2 separate regions of the Mus musculus genome follow, and region 2 is linked to region 1. Evidence: chromatin contacts called from public Micro-C data. All regions are on one chromosome and are shown on one strand. Each heading gives the region's core, a stretch centred on a gene start, on an enhancer-like site or on the middle of the called end of the contact. The rest is flanking DNA. Distances are from core to core; before and after follow the strand shown. Region 1 holds the start of Cdh20 (cadherin 20). Region 2 holds the start of Rnf152 (ring finger protein 152).

The links. A called contact is a pair of places that touch in the nucleus more often than the background predicts.
Region 2: a contact with region 1 is called in a Micro-C map of embryonic stem cells, with 2.6 times the contacts expected there. The contact joins the promoter of Rnf152 here to the promoter of Cdh20 in region 1. A contact is called at or near these places in 1 of 39 promoter capture datasets (embryonic stem cells), 1 of 484 Hi-C or Micro-C datasets (embryonic stem cells) and 1 of 115 datasets of contacts at active chromatin or transcription factors (embryonic stem cells).

Annotation. Positions count from the first base shown.
Region 1 is chr1:104,763,591-104,770,178 of GRCm38.p6, reverse strand. Cdh20 (cadherin 20) reads right to left here and starts at 1,659. Exons shown (of 12, transcript NM_011800.5): 1 at 1,281-1,659.
Region 2 is chr1:105,352,757-105,359,959 of GRCm38.p6, reverse strand. Rnf152 (ring finger protein 152) reads left to right here and starts at 3,250. Exons shown (of 3, transcript NM_178779.4): 1 at 3,250-3,617; 2 at 4,797-4,919. Gm17634 (predicted gene, 17634) reads right to left here and starts at 3,953. Exons shown (of 2, transcript NR_151540.1): 1 at 3,055-3,953.

The DNA of each region.
Region 1 (6,588 bases), core at 410-2,909:
AGACAGGACGGATTGTGGATAGGGAAACAGTGCCTTGCATTACTGTTAAGACTTTCTGTTGTTTGTGCTGTTCTCAGCTAGATACAGTTCACAATCCTCTGCCAGGTCCCTGACACTACAATTCTGAGGCATTTGTTTTCTTTGATGGAGGCAAATCAGAGACCAGAGGAGGTCCGCTTACATTATGTGAGGGACAGCGCTTACAGACTCAATTTCCCTGCTATTATCAAAGTCCCAAACTCCAATCTTCCTGATGTCCAAGCATGTAAAAACAACGTTAATAATAATTGTTTTGATTTCACAGTAAACTCCGAATCTACGAATCTACCCAGCGCTTAACTCCTCTATTCTCGCGTGCCAGGGTTCCAGCCCCACTTCCTCCTCCCGTACATAAGCTCAGCTAGGAAATCACTAAAAGACTCTGGCGTTGCCTTAAAGCTGTAACCCTCCCCCCCCCCCCACCCCCTTCCCATATTCAGCTGCCACAGCTTGGAGGCCAGCAAAGCTTCTGTCTTAGTGCTAAGGACAGTTTGCGATATCGCGGAGGCATTTTCTTTGTAGATCTGAATGTTTCACCTTCTCTGACTCCTTTACTCGCCCCATCACCTCCGGGCTCTTCCAAACACCACCAGCAGGACAAGCAGAGCTCAAACCACCCGCGCTCCATTAAGAGCTTTCCCAGGGATTGCCAGGACTGTGAGACAGGAAATCCGGGGAGTTGGTGATGTCCGGCAGGTGGCAGGGACTAGAGTCACCACCACACCACATTCTCCTCCCACCGCTGAGCTTTGTTGCAGCGGCGCCTCTCATCCCAGAGCCAGGATCGGTCACTGGGTGCCTAGGATCCTCAGCTCTGAGCACAACTACCTCGTTGGGGACTCGGGCATCCTCTCCCTTGGCAGTATGGAGATGCTGGTGACCTCAAGGGAAGCGAAGCGCCCAGGTTAAGCGCTCTGGCACCCCGCGCTCCCCATGTCACCATCATCCAGCGAGCACATTCCAGTGCACAGCACCCTCCACCTGCCTGGCTATTCCGCTGTGCAGCAGCTTTCTTACACACAGAGCATGCCACTAGCTGAGTACATCCCTTCCTGCACCCTGTCCCCGAAAAGTCCCAGGAAGTGGAACCCAGGTCGGCAGGGAGGTCCCCTAGGCGGCGGAGAGTTGAGGGGAAGGCGCTAAGCAGAGCTGGACTGTGCACAGTGCACCTGGCTTCCCCAGAGTGACCTCTTGTGCCTGGGGCCAGATGCATGGGGACCGACGGGAGCCCTCAGCTTTACCTGGCACAGCCGGCGACTCTCCAGAGACGTGGAGACTCCGTAGTGGCGGGTGTCCAGCTCATATCGCTGCCTTCCTCATTGGGCGAACGGGTGTCCTGCCGAGTCCCTTCGCCTCAGCTCGCCTCTGTGCCCCCGCCCCACCCCCTTCCCCCCAAGTCAAAAGTGTCACAGCTTTACAGCCTTCGGATGTTTCCAAAGTCTCCGCTCGATCTCTGGCAGTGGAGAGCTGATGACAAGAGCAGCAAATCCGCTGATGCCCACGGCCCTCAGCTCTCTGCCAGGAGGGTGAAAAGAGCTGCCTGGTTCTTCTGGTCACCGTCCTTTAAGACCAGCGCGCGGTCCGCTTCTTCCCCTCCTTCGCGCGTTTTCTAGCCCGAGTGGCTGCCTCCTGCGTGTACCGCGGGTCTTGTTTCCCCGCTCATGAATATTCTGACAGAGGCTAATGCCGTTGAAGTAAATTGAATTAGCCAATTGGTGCCAGGAATGTGCGCTCCTTCCTTCTGAGGAGCTGTCTGGAACCACACCAGAAGAAAGCAATTAAAGTCCGGTTGGCACCCCGTGGTTTAGACCAGCGAGGGGCAAAATGGGTTAATTCTTTAAATGCAGTTTAAAAACCGCATTTAAATGTTTAAACTCCTTTATTGGCTGGGGGAGTTAGAAAGTGCTAACCCAGAGAGGGATGAAAGGGAACAGAGGGCAGGAAGACACCAGTGTGAGTGTTGGGGGTAGGGGTGGGAGTACATCTAAACTTTGCCAGGAAGTTGAGGTGACTTATTTTGAGAAGACTCTGGATTCTGGAAGAAGCAGTCCACGATAAGAACAGAAAAAGAGAAAAAAGAAGGGGTCTGAGAGAAGATGGTGTTAACACTTTGACCTTGAGGATTCAGCCCCACTCCATTGACAGTTTTCAGAGAATGGGTCCTGGGGAGATGAGAGAGGCAGCTTGATTCGTGGACTGTTTAGAAAATGTCATGATTTCTTTATCCTCATAGCACTATTACAGTTTTCGGTGTATGGGTTAAGTAGGGATGTTGTGAAGTCATCTTCTGTCAATCATTCAGAACGATTAGGGAGATTTAGCTCAGTGTGTAGTGAGTGTCTCCAACAAGATGTTCAGTTTGTTTCCCACAGCCCGCATGAAAAAACAAACAAACAAGCCAAATTAAACTAAGCCAAAACAAAACAAAATAAAAAACAAACCAACAAACAAAAGGAAAATGGAAGCACCAGATAGAGACAAGTGGATCAAGGGTGAGCCCTGGGGCTCACTAACCAGCCAGCCCAGCCCACTTGGTGAATTCCAGGCCAATAAGAGATCCTGCTTCAAGTCAATCAACCAATCAAACAGTACCTGAGGGATTTGGTTTAGGCATGATCAATCTAGAAGGCACTTCCTGTTTCACAGTTCTGACCTTTCTTCCTGAGGTCACGTAGAAAGCATGTTTAGAAAGGACCACTTCCATTCCTACCCCGAGTGGGAGGTTACTGAGGCAGGAAGGGTTACTAATTGCAGCTTTGGTACAGCTGACCAGCAGCTAAGATTCTACTTGATTCTGCCTGTCTACTTCCCTACAGTACTCCGGTGAGAGCTTTTTGGGTTTCTTCCCATCATTGAGCTCCCAAATAAAGAACTTAGTCTGCTTGGATTAGTACGTTATTCAAAGATTGATCATGCAAATGCTCTGTGGCCAAATGATCTATATAAACAACCAATAAAACTGTGTACTTAAGTAACCACTACAATTCTCAAGGGCAGGACGATATTAAATGTTCTAGTTAAGGCAACTGGGCCATTTCTGAGATTTCAGGATGCCTAGAAGCAGGACTCAGAGTTGTAACAATATAATTATCAATACTGAGCAGCTAATGTTTATTGAGAAGTAGTGTGACAGATTTGTTAAACTTAAGTCATCTCATCCAATCATTCTAAATATTATCATCAGAATCTGTTAGAGTGTTGTACAATTTAGTAGATAAAGCAGATGAGGCCTAAAAAGCTATCAGAATGCCTAAGCAACAGAACTTGTAGGTGCTAGGAACAGTAATTCAATACAGCCCCTTAGCAGTTCCTTGACATTAGGCCACCAGTAGCTTATAATGCCTTTAAGTCTAAAGAGAGAAATTTTCTCCCAATTTTATGAAGGGACCCATCTTTGATGATAATTCTGTACCAAAACTTGGTGAAAATTCATCAACAAAAATATATTTTATGTTTTATCAAAACACTATAAGAAAACACACTGAGCAATGCATAAAGAGTCATGTTGCTTCTCTATGGCTGTTAAAAAAATGTCTGAGAAGTCAACTTAAAGGAAAAAAGATTGAATTTTGGGTCAAAGTTTTAGCTTTTCAGTCCACAGTCCGTGACTCTGTGGATTCTGGGCCTGTGATGAGACAAAAGGCGCTGGTAGTGGTGTCTCAAAGAGGAAATACTCATTTCACAAAGGCCAAGAAGCAAAGAGTAAGGAAGTTTCTGGATCTAGGAATCTGCTTCGAAAAGCATGTCCCTGATGACCCCCTTCTTCCAGCTGGGATTCAGATCCTCCCAAAATAGCATCAGAAGCTGGGGGTCAGGCACACAACACAACCTGTGTGGGACATTTCATTTCCAAGTTAAAGCAAGAAGTTAACTCATTCGCCTTATGCTTCTGGGTATGGGGAAGTGTTAGAACATGGTGCTGGTGTCTAGTGAGGATTTTCTTGCTGTATTTAAAGAGAGTGGGTACCACAACACAGGAGAGATGAAAACGTGTGCCTGCCTCTCTCGCCCTTATAATGTCCTCATCCTAATGACTTTACCTAACCTTAGTTAAAATAGACTCCATCTCTAACTATCACTAAAACATGACTTCAGATATTAAGTTTCTAACATAAGACGTTTTAAACTGTAGGAAGAGAGTGATAGTTAATAGTATGCTAACTTAGCTGGGTGTTTCTATAAGGTTGTTTGGGGGGATGAGATCAACATTTAAATTTGAATACTGGGTGAAGCAGACTGCCTTTCCCCTTGTGACTGGGTCTTGTTCAATCAGTTGATGATCTCATCAGAACAAGGTCTGTTCTTACTTCAAATAATAGAGAATTCTCTCACATTGTGTCTTGAAAATTATGGCATCAGCTTTGCAGATTTTTAGGCTGGTCAGTTCTTCTATGTGTGTGTCTGTCTATCTATCTATCTATCTATCTATCTATCTATCTATCATCTATGTATCTATCTATCTATCTATCTATCTATCTATCTATCTATTGATTTATCTATGTAGAATATATAATTCTTTTTTAGACAACCTAGACAATATACATGAAAATACATAAATACTACTGCTTATAAATTTACCGTCAACATCAAATATCTGTATCCTGTCTAATTGCCTAACAAATATTACACAATAAAACTTAATCTTTTAAACATTTTTCAGACTCATTCTAATAAGAATAAGCATAATTTTCAGTTTTATCATGAGTTATTAGATTTAGATAAAGTTTTGTTTTTAGTGAACTAAAAGATGGACTATAATATTTAGAGTTAGGCAGAATTTATAGATGCTGCATAAAGAGAGAGACTATAATTTCAGCTTATAATTGAAAAATGGTCAAGTTAAATTAGATCTCCAAATCCAACAGTTAGTGAATATGCACCAAATGTAAGGTATTAATGCTGATATTTTCTGTAAAAGTTCATAGCTAAATCAATTTAAACAATTGTAACCTGCTGTGTTTTATACCATGAAATGTTATGTTGTTCAAAATTCTTATTTCAAAAAGTACATGACTACTTTACCTCTATACCTCCTTAGGACTTTGCTCCTCATGATGCCTCCCTTGTAAATCTCTGAGGGTTCATGCTCTAACCTAGAGCATCCTCAGGAGTTGGATGCAACCTTCCACAGACAAGTCTTCAGATGTGGGTATATTACATATATATATAAATGATTTCATATTAACGATTTTAGATTCCATAGATTATTATCAGGCTGGGTGCTTTCCATTTTTCCTCAAGAGTTTCCACAGGAAGTGTGAGGGATAAGAGCCAGAGTCAGGGTAGGACACTGTCACTGTGTGGGAAGGACTGAGCCCCCTCACCTTTGGAGTGAACCCATTAGTGCTGCATTAAAGTGAAATTGTAACATCCCATTTATTAAGTTCCCGTTAATTGCAAATTGCCCGTTTTCTCAGCGACCCAGTGAATCCAGCAATGTTGATCACATTTAATTGAAGAGGAATCTAAAACACAGCAATAGAGTTAAACCCAGAGATTCCCTCAGGTGGGAGACTAAGCAGGGCATGTACTTCAAGGACATCGTCACCTTTCCAGTGACATTATCTTCCGAATGCCTCTCTTGGCCCACTCTTTCTTGGCCCCCATCAACATGTGTGGCAGTTTTTGCTGAAGAAATATAGCACCCTCCTTTATTCTCTCTAGGATCATTCAGATGTGTAAAGAAATAATTAGAACACAATGTGTTATCTCTGTCAGGAATCAAAAGCAGCCTGGATTCAGGACCTACTCTTAATCATTTTTTCCATGCTTGCACTTAGCAGTCAGAAGCACTAAGAAATCCCACCAAGAGCATCCTAGGTAATCTTTAAAGTGTGTCTCACGGGCTTTATCAGGATGTTAATAAAGTAAAATAGCTTTATTTTAAAACTTGATTCAAAAACTACCACATGATGATATTCTTATTGTTTTCAACAAATAGATTCAGAAATAGATGATAGTATGGCCTTGACTTCTGGCTGATAGATTTTAGGAGTGAGAAAATAATTTGATAGTACTTATGTTACTCATTGTTATTTAGGACACAGATGGATAACACTGGTTCAAATTATAATCATCTGGTTAATAGTAACACCAAACTAGCTCCTTAAGCAAGACAGTATCAGTCTGGGGAGGATGAGTAAGAACACTCTCTCTCTCTCTCTCTCTCTCTCTATCTCTCTCTCTCTATCTCTCTCTCTCTCTCTCTCTATCTCACACACACACACACACACACACACACACACACACACACACACACACACTCATGCATGTGTGCCTGTGTTCATGTAGTCTTTCTGTGGTTTTCTGCATCTGAGAAGCTTCAGACACCACCACTACCACGTTTCCCGAGGAAGGCATCTGTTTCCCATGTGGGGTATGAGCTTTATTAAGAGCTCCCAAGGTTAGCAAGTTGATGACAACCACAGTTCCTGACCCTTGTTCAAGGATATGTTCGCCTTCCCACATGAACCCTGATTGGCAGCCACCACCTGCACAGTGTGGTTTATGGTTTTAAGAATGAGATGAGAAATAATCAGCTCAATACCT
Region 2 (7,203 bases), core at 2,001-4,500, 590 kb before region 1:
CCTAAGGTTTCCCTCAACATACACACCACACACACACACACACACACACACACACACACACACACACACACCCTTCATCGTCCTTTCCCCTCTCATTTCTTTCATGGTCTCACATGTAATTCCTTTTATTATGAAAAGAAATTTTAACTGGAAAGTGAGTTCTGTAACTGCAGGAACTTAGACGAGTGGTTTCCCACCCCACCCTGCATCCTAACCCTCTTGAAACACGGTCCATATTTAATGACTATTGGCTTTTTGAAGGCATCAATATTTGGACCATGTGCACATATATGTGCTGAGGCCAAAGGTTAACCTCAAGTGTTGTTCCTCAGGTGCCATCCAAGCTGATTTATAAAACTGTGTCTCTTCATTGGCTGAGTGAAGGAGCTCACTGATTCAGATAGCCTGGGTCCCCAGCTAACCCCAGAGACCTGCCTGCCTCCATCTCCATAGTGCTACAATTACATAGGATCCGAAGGGCACACAGCCACACTGGCCTTTTCTTGTGCATTTTGGGCAATGAAACACAGGTCCTTATATCTGCACAGGGAGCATTTCACCAACCAAGAAGCTCCCTAGATCCAGCATTGGTATCTTTATCTTGTCTGCAGGTCTGTGCACCTGTCTTTAACCTGGCTCTTCCAGACCTCAGGTGCTCACTTGCTTCTCTTTCACACACATGCACAGTGGGTTGTAAGAACAACAGCAGCTTCTCTGGCAGGACTTTGCCAGCTTGTACTTCGAAACTCAGACTGGTCCTAGCTGCTCTGCTCCTGGGTGCCCCACAGATGAATTTGTTACAACACGTTCTGCCGGTTCTTGCCCTGACTTAGACCGTAGCTACCTGTCCAGATTCTGACCTCCAGTGTGTCTTAGGAACTGCCCCATTGCAGCCTGCCCCAGTTAATTAACCTTCTCTGTGTGACAGCTTTACAAGACTGGACAGAAGGCAGAACACCCATGATGCTCTGTGAATTAAAATCCCAGCCAGTGGAAATGAATAGAGTTGGAGGTGTTAACCTTCTACATGCTGAATTCTTGCATTTCTCACTTCAAAGAATTGTCTAGAAAGCAACTGGGGGGGGGCAGTTTGAAACATTTTAGAATAATTACTGAATCCTGAAATTGCTTTCCTAAAAGCAATCTTGAGAGGCACTCATGCATAATAATATTTCTGGGCTAAGCTCTGCTGGTAAAATGTTGGGGTGTTATGAATCACCTTCTTTATTTCAAGTCCCTGACCAACATCTGAGTTGTTAATACCTTGCCTAGTTTCTCATTATTATTTTTTTCCAGAGTCCACAACATGGCTCAGTGAATAAGATGCCTGTCCTAGATTGCCTGATCCTAGATTGATGATCTGAGTGCAGTCTCATGGGGAAGGGGAGAACGGAGTCTTGAAAGTGCAACCTGTCCTCCATACCTATACTGTCACCGGTGTGCACCCCTCTCCCTAAATAAAATATAACTAAAAACTAGGAATTCCAGTTCTTAGGAAAATGAGGCAGGAGGAGTACCAGAATGGTCTGTGCTGCCTGATAAATTCCAGCTTAGCCTAGGCTACATGTATGAGACTCTGCCTCCAAAAGGCCTTTTTAATTTTTTTATTAAAAAAAATTATTTTTTTGAGACAGGGTTTTTCTATGTAGCCCTGATTGTCTAGAACTTGCTCTGTAGATCAAGCTGGCCTCGAACTTACAGAGATCCTTCTGCCTCTGCAGGAGGTCTGTACAACCTCCACTGGGCTAATCCCACCCCCACATTGATGGTGAAGTTAAAGATATTCTTGCAAAGTAACCTTAGGTTCCTAAGACATGCATGCAGAGCCTCTGTGGGTGCTGTAGAGGTGATAAGGGAACAATGGAGCAAGAGTCTGCCTGGTGACTGGAGGAAGCAGAGCTCCTACTGGGATCCAGAGACTGCAAGCTTTGTGGGTCTCCCGGATGCAGGTCCCCCCCCCGCCCCCCCCCCCGCGCCCCCGCCTCCCGATGTGTTAATAGCCTGATTGGAACACCAATTCACAAGTTGTACACGTGGGACAAAGCAAGTAGGACCAGCTGCCAACACGGATTCATTAGCTCATACAGAGCCATCATGGGTCTCAGGACTTCTGGAACAACAGCAGTTCTCAACCTGTGGGTCACAACCCCTTCAGGGGTCACAAAAGACCATTGGAAAACACAGATAGTTGCATTCTGATTTGTAACAGTAGCTAATGTTGCTATATGAAGTTAGCAACAAAAACAATTTTATGGCTGGGGGGGTCACCATAACATGAGCAACTGTGTTAAAGGGTCACGGTATTAGGAAGGTTGAGAACCACTGCTGTGTAAGAAGGAACATAGGACCCATGAAGGGAGCCCAGTACCTGAAGTCTAGAAGAAGCCATTTGCTCTGTGCATTAACAGAGCTCCTTTAGCTGAACCACAGAGATGAGGAGACATAACTCAGGTCAGTTTTCAGTTTCTTAATAGAATGGATCCCAAAAGGCCCCAGAACTCAGGCATGGTGCCCCAGACCAGCAGGGGACACCTATCTCCCCTTTTCTCCACTATATGTTAAGTGAAAAAGCAGGAAGAGACCTTATCTTTAGATTCTCCTGGGGTTACATGACATTAAAAGCATATCCCAAAGGTAAGGGCTTTGTTTCTGTTTAGGAGTACAGAGGATAAATCCAGATTCATGCACCCTAGGCAAGCAAGCACTTTACCTCTGAGCCTGAAGTTGGGTTTTAAGGTGGGCAATAGGGTAAACTTAGTAGACCCTCTAGGCTCCTTCCTGTTCACCTCTCCTGTGAGCTTCCTTTACACAGGAGGTTGAGGTGTGAGGTGTCCCTGTGGGGCTCTTTGGGAGCATATCCCGTTCCATGCTGACAGGTTCCTGCCCTTGTTGGGTTAGTGAACTTTCAGGGGCAGCCAAAAAGAACCCAGGGGAAAGGCAATAGCCTAGACTCCTCCCTCTCCCCTGTGGTCTTGAGTCCAGAGCCGCAGCTGGGTCACCACCTTGGCCAGTCCCAGTCGTTCTAGCCTGTGGTGCTCGGCCTCTAGGTCACACCTGATACCGTTCAGGTCCTCCTTCCGTGCTCGGTCCAGGTGCTCGCTGGTCTACGGTGGGTAGAGGGCGCGTCCCTGCTTCCCCACCCACACCAAGAGGTTGGCCACTGGGGACCGACCGACAGACAGACAGTCGGACGTGCCGGCCAAGCTGCCGGGTGGAGTGCGGGAGGGGGTGGAGCCGCCGGGGAGGGGCGGTCCGCGGAGCAGAGCTCACTCAGCCTCCCGCTCCCTTCAGTGCTTGGGTCTCTGGGGGTGACACCAAAAGCTTCCGCTCAGTGTCCGGTGCCTGGCGGCGGGTGTCCGATCGTGGAGGCGGAGGACAGCCGGGCAGGTGGAGGGCGCCGCCTGAAGCCAAAGGAGAGACGAGCAGGGCTGGGCTGCGGGAGGCGCTGCCGCCACTCTGCCCGCGCTGCCCCGCAACCTGCGGCGGGAGGAGCAGGCAGCAGCCGGCCCTCAGCGCTCGTCTAGCAGAGCGCAGCGGGCAGTGCGGACCCCCGGGATGCTTCCGACGTTGCTGCAGCCGCCGGCGGCGTAACAGAGCCGAGCCTGCTGCTGAGAGAGGTCAGTGAGTTTCGGTTTGTTTTCCTGTTCAGTGTGCTCCCAGGTCCCGGGTGCAGAGGGGACTCGCGTGGAAGGCTGTGCCTAGGAGAAAGCGGGAAAGGGCAACGGTAGCCTGAGATATAACTGGAGGTTCTTCCTGGACTATGATTGGGGTGGTTTGTTTGGTTAAAGGAGTGCGGAGCTGGAGAGGCGTCTCTCGAGGAGGTGGTCCCGGGAGTTGGGTTTTCCTCGGGCTTTGCTTTGAGTTGGGAGCGCGATGGGGTCATGGCAGCTGACTCTGGTTCCTCGGAGTCCTGGGATGCCCCCTGGAGCTCTGGTCCCGGGAGCTCGCCTCATGCACGCGCCGCACGCGCCCTTGAGGTGCGCGCACATCCCTGCCGTGCCCCCCCCCCCCCCCCAGCATTCTCAAGCCCTGGGTCGTCCCCTCCAGTCCTGTCCTGCCTTCCTACTCCCGATTCCTAGCTAGAAGTTGCCCCCAAGCCATTATTGGAAAAGGGGGCCGAATGGAGGGCCAGATTCTGGGGGTCTTTTGTGCGGACCCACGGGCCTGGGGCGCTTGCTTCTGGAAGGACAGCAGCAGGACAAAGCCGGCAGGACTTGTGGGGAGCTTCTCCACAGTGTTGGTTTGGGATCCCGCCTACCGTGGGGGTGTGGTGGGGGAGTGCTGCATAGATTTGGAAACAGTAGGGTAATTGACAAAACAGAGACAGTGACTTGAGGTGGTGGCCAGGCAACGAAAGGATACTCTCAGATGCATCCCTGATTGTGTGTGTGTGTGTGTGTGTGTGTGTGTGTGTGTGTTTGTCTGGGCAGGCGACTACATGCCCCGCATTGCTAGCTGTGTGGGCTTAACTCGTGTATTTTGCTAGCATTTTGCCTTAAAAAGATGATGGTATTCTCCATCCTGACTCCTATATTTCTGAGGCATTACGGTTGATGGTAGCCGCTTTACCGCGGGATAACTTGGGGGCGCGGCAGGGGGGGCGTAGACTGCAGAGGAGCCAGGAGGTGATTATTTATCCAGGAGAGCCTTAATGACCCTTCCCTGTTTTACCAGTCTTCTACCCCCCATTCTCATCCTCTCGGGACGCCTACTCGTGTTCCAGTGGTCTCGGAGGGTGCTTGGATTTCTGTCTGTGCTGGGAGTATCTAACTATTACTGCATGTATTTCACTGCAGGCTGAACAAAGCTGGGTCTCAATCGCGCTTCCTGCTTGTCAGCCTCTTGTCTCCCAAACGCTTACTGTTTCCACTTGATGTCAACACGCAGAAGGGGGTGAAAGGGACGCGTGACAGATTCAGGTAACCCCAATGATCTGGGTAACTGCCTGGGTGTCTCTGGGTCATTTGGGCCCACAGCGCTGACACAGGGCTGCCTGGGTGTTTCTGCTTTCACAGCATTTGTATTTGTGAGGGAGTAGGGGCCACCCAAGCAAGCAAAAAAAGTCTGTCCTACCTTTGGGACTTCACTCGAATGTCTTGTTCCACCAACATTGCAAATGACTTCATCCTTTCCTTTTGGAGAGGTCACTGGGAGCCACTTATATTGGACCTGTATTAGTTCCACTGGATGGTGTGAATTTTGATGCTGTCAGTACACAGACAGTTGTACATAAATATGGGTTTGGATAAGACAGTGTTTTGTGTAAAGTGGAGATGTCTTCTAATTAAAGATATTGTGGGAAAGTTAATAATCATAAAGCTCATAAGATATTTGACCAGTGCTCAGTTCGGGCATTGGTCACATGCAGTGGCCTTCTGAGGAAGAAGGACTGTTTCTCTCCCATCTTTTCATTGCCAAAGTATCAGGGCAGGCTGATGCTAAATTACTGGCAGGTAGCAGAGAGGGCTGCTGGGTAGGAGCAGAACGAACATAGAAGAGACAGAGCTTTAGTTATGTTTCCCTTTATATAGACACAAATCATTATCCTCTCTTTCTCCATTTTTTTCCTTTAGATTTTGGTTCTTTCCCTAAAACTCTGGCCTATCATGATAGAATTCATTGAAAACTCACCTTCAGATGTACCAGGACACACATTTCAGCACTGGCATGCCTTCCTAGAATCCAGAGCTTTTAGCATCCCATGGGCTGGAGCATGGGCTAGATCCAGGCTTTCCTTATAGGGAGGTCAGATTGTTGAGGACCATTGGCTCCTGAGACCTCTTTTGCAGTATAACAGCATCAAGGACCAGAGTGGATGCTCTTTACAGTTTTTCTCGAAAATCCCTCTAAAACTAATTAAAGAGCTTAAGATGTTTGTCATTCTGTTCTAGGATAGTTTTGCTTCTAAAGGTGGCTTTAAAACCAGGAGTGACACCAACGTTGACCCTTCTACTGAAAGCTTGGAAAACCATTAGAAGTGGGGCAGTCATTTTGTTCTAGCTAAAACAAAGGCTACTGCTTTGCAGAGACAAGATTACCAACATGGTGTTAGGATGAAGGTATGTTGACAGGTGATTTTTCTGTCAGCAGTAATTCTGGGTGTGTCCTGGATTACAGCAAGAAGAAAAACCACGTGATGGAATAATAGGGAATGTAATAATGCAATAGAATCAAGGGTGTGGCTTTTTAATAGGAAAAAAAAAAACCCTCACACACAATTTTCCACATAGAAAAATAGCTGCCTGCACATGTAATTGCATGTCCAAGAACAAAGATAGCTATAGTGTAGTATTAGATTTTATTGTAATTTTTCATCATGTGCTGTGATAACTCATAATGAAATGTTGATTTACATCAGCTCCCTGGGGTCATCTTCTTTACATCATCTTCTTCCTGGGGTCTCGGGAGGTGGGCTTAGCTCTAGGCTGGCATAGCTGACCTTTGAGTCCAGTGTTTACTTGTTCACCCTGCAGACGCTTTTGTGTACTTAACAGAAATACGGATTCTGTGCAAGGTGCCAAGGGGTAAGTGATGGATAGAGACAACGGTCATGAATCACCCTCAAAGAGATTATAGGGAGACAAAGAAATGCAGGTCTTACTTGGAAGTGACTGAGAAGGCCTGCACGTCTGAGGAGGCTCACACAACCTCTGCTTGATTGTCGTTTTCTCTAGAATGTTCTGAATTCCCCAAATGTCTGGGCTGGGTCAGAAGTAGCCTTTTCTTTACAGACATTGAACTCTTCAGTTGGATTTCCATGGCTGCTGAGGCTCCACCAATGTAGGGAGGCCATTTTCTTTTCATTTCTTTATGACTATTCTACCTGGACCTTCTTGTTCAGCAGTCAGCTGTGCATCAAGTTCAAAATAATGTCTACATTCCTGTGTCACCTGATTTAGAAAGCAGATGGGGACAGGTAGACTTTTGTAGGTTTCTTCTCACTCATTTTAAAGTACTGAGGTGTTATTGATTTTGCTGTAGTGAGGAATATTCAACATACCAGTGCCCGACCATTTCTTTCCTGGGCTTGCAGAATAGAAAGGCCAGGCTCGCTGTAGTTGCTCAGGCCCTAAACTGATAGAGGCTTGCTCAAACTTGGTCTTATGGAATCACTGCTCTCAAGAAAGTGGCTCAGGTATCACTCAGTCTACCCCATAATCCAGCCCAGAAGCATGTCACATTGTTCTGGTCCCAAATAAGCTC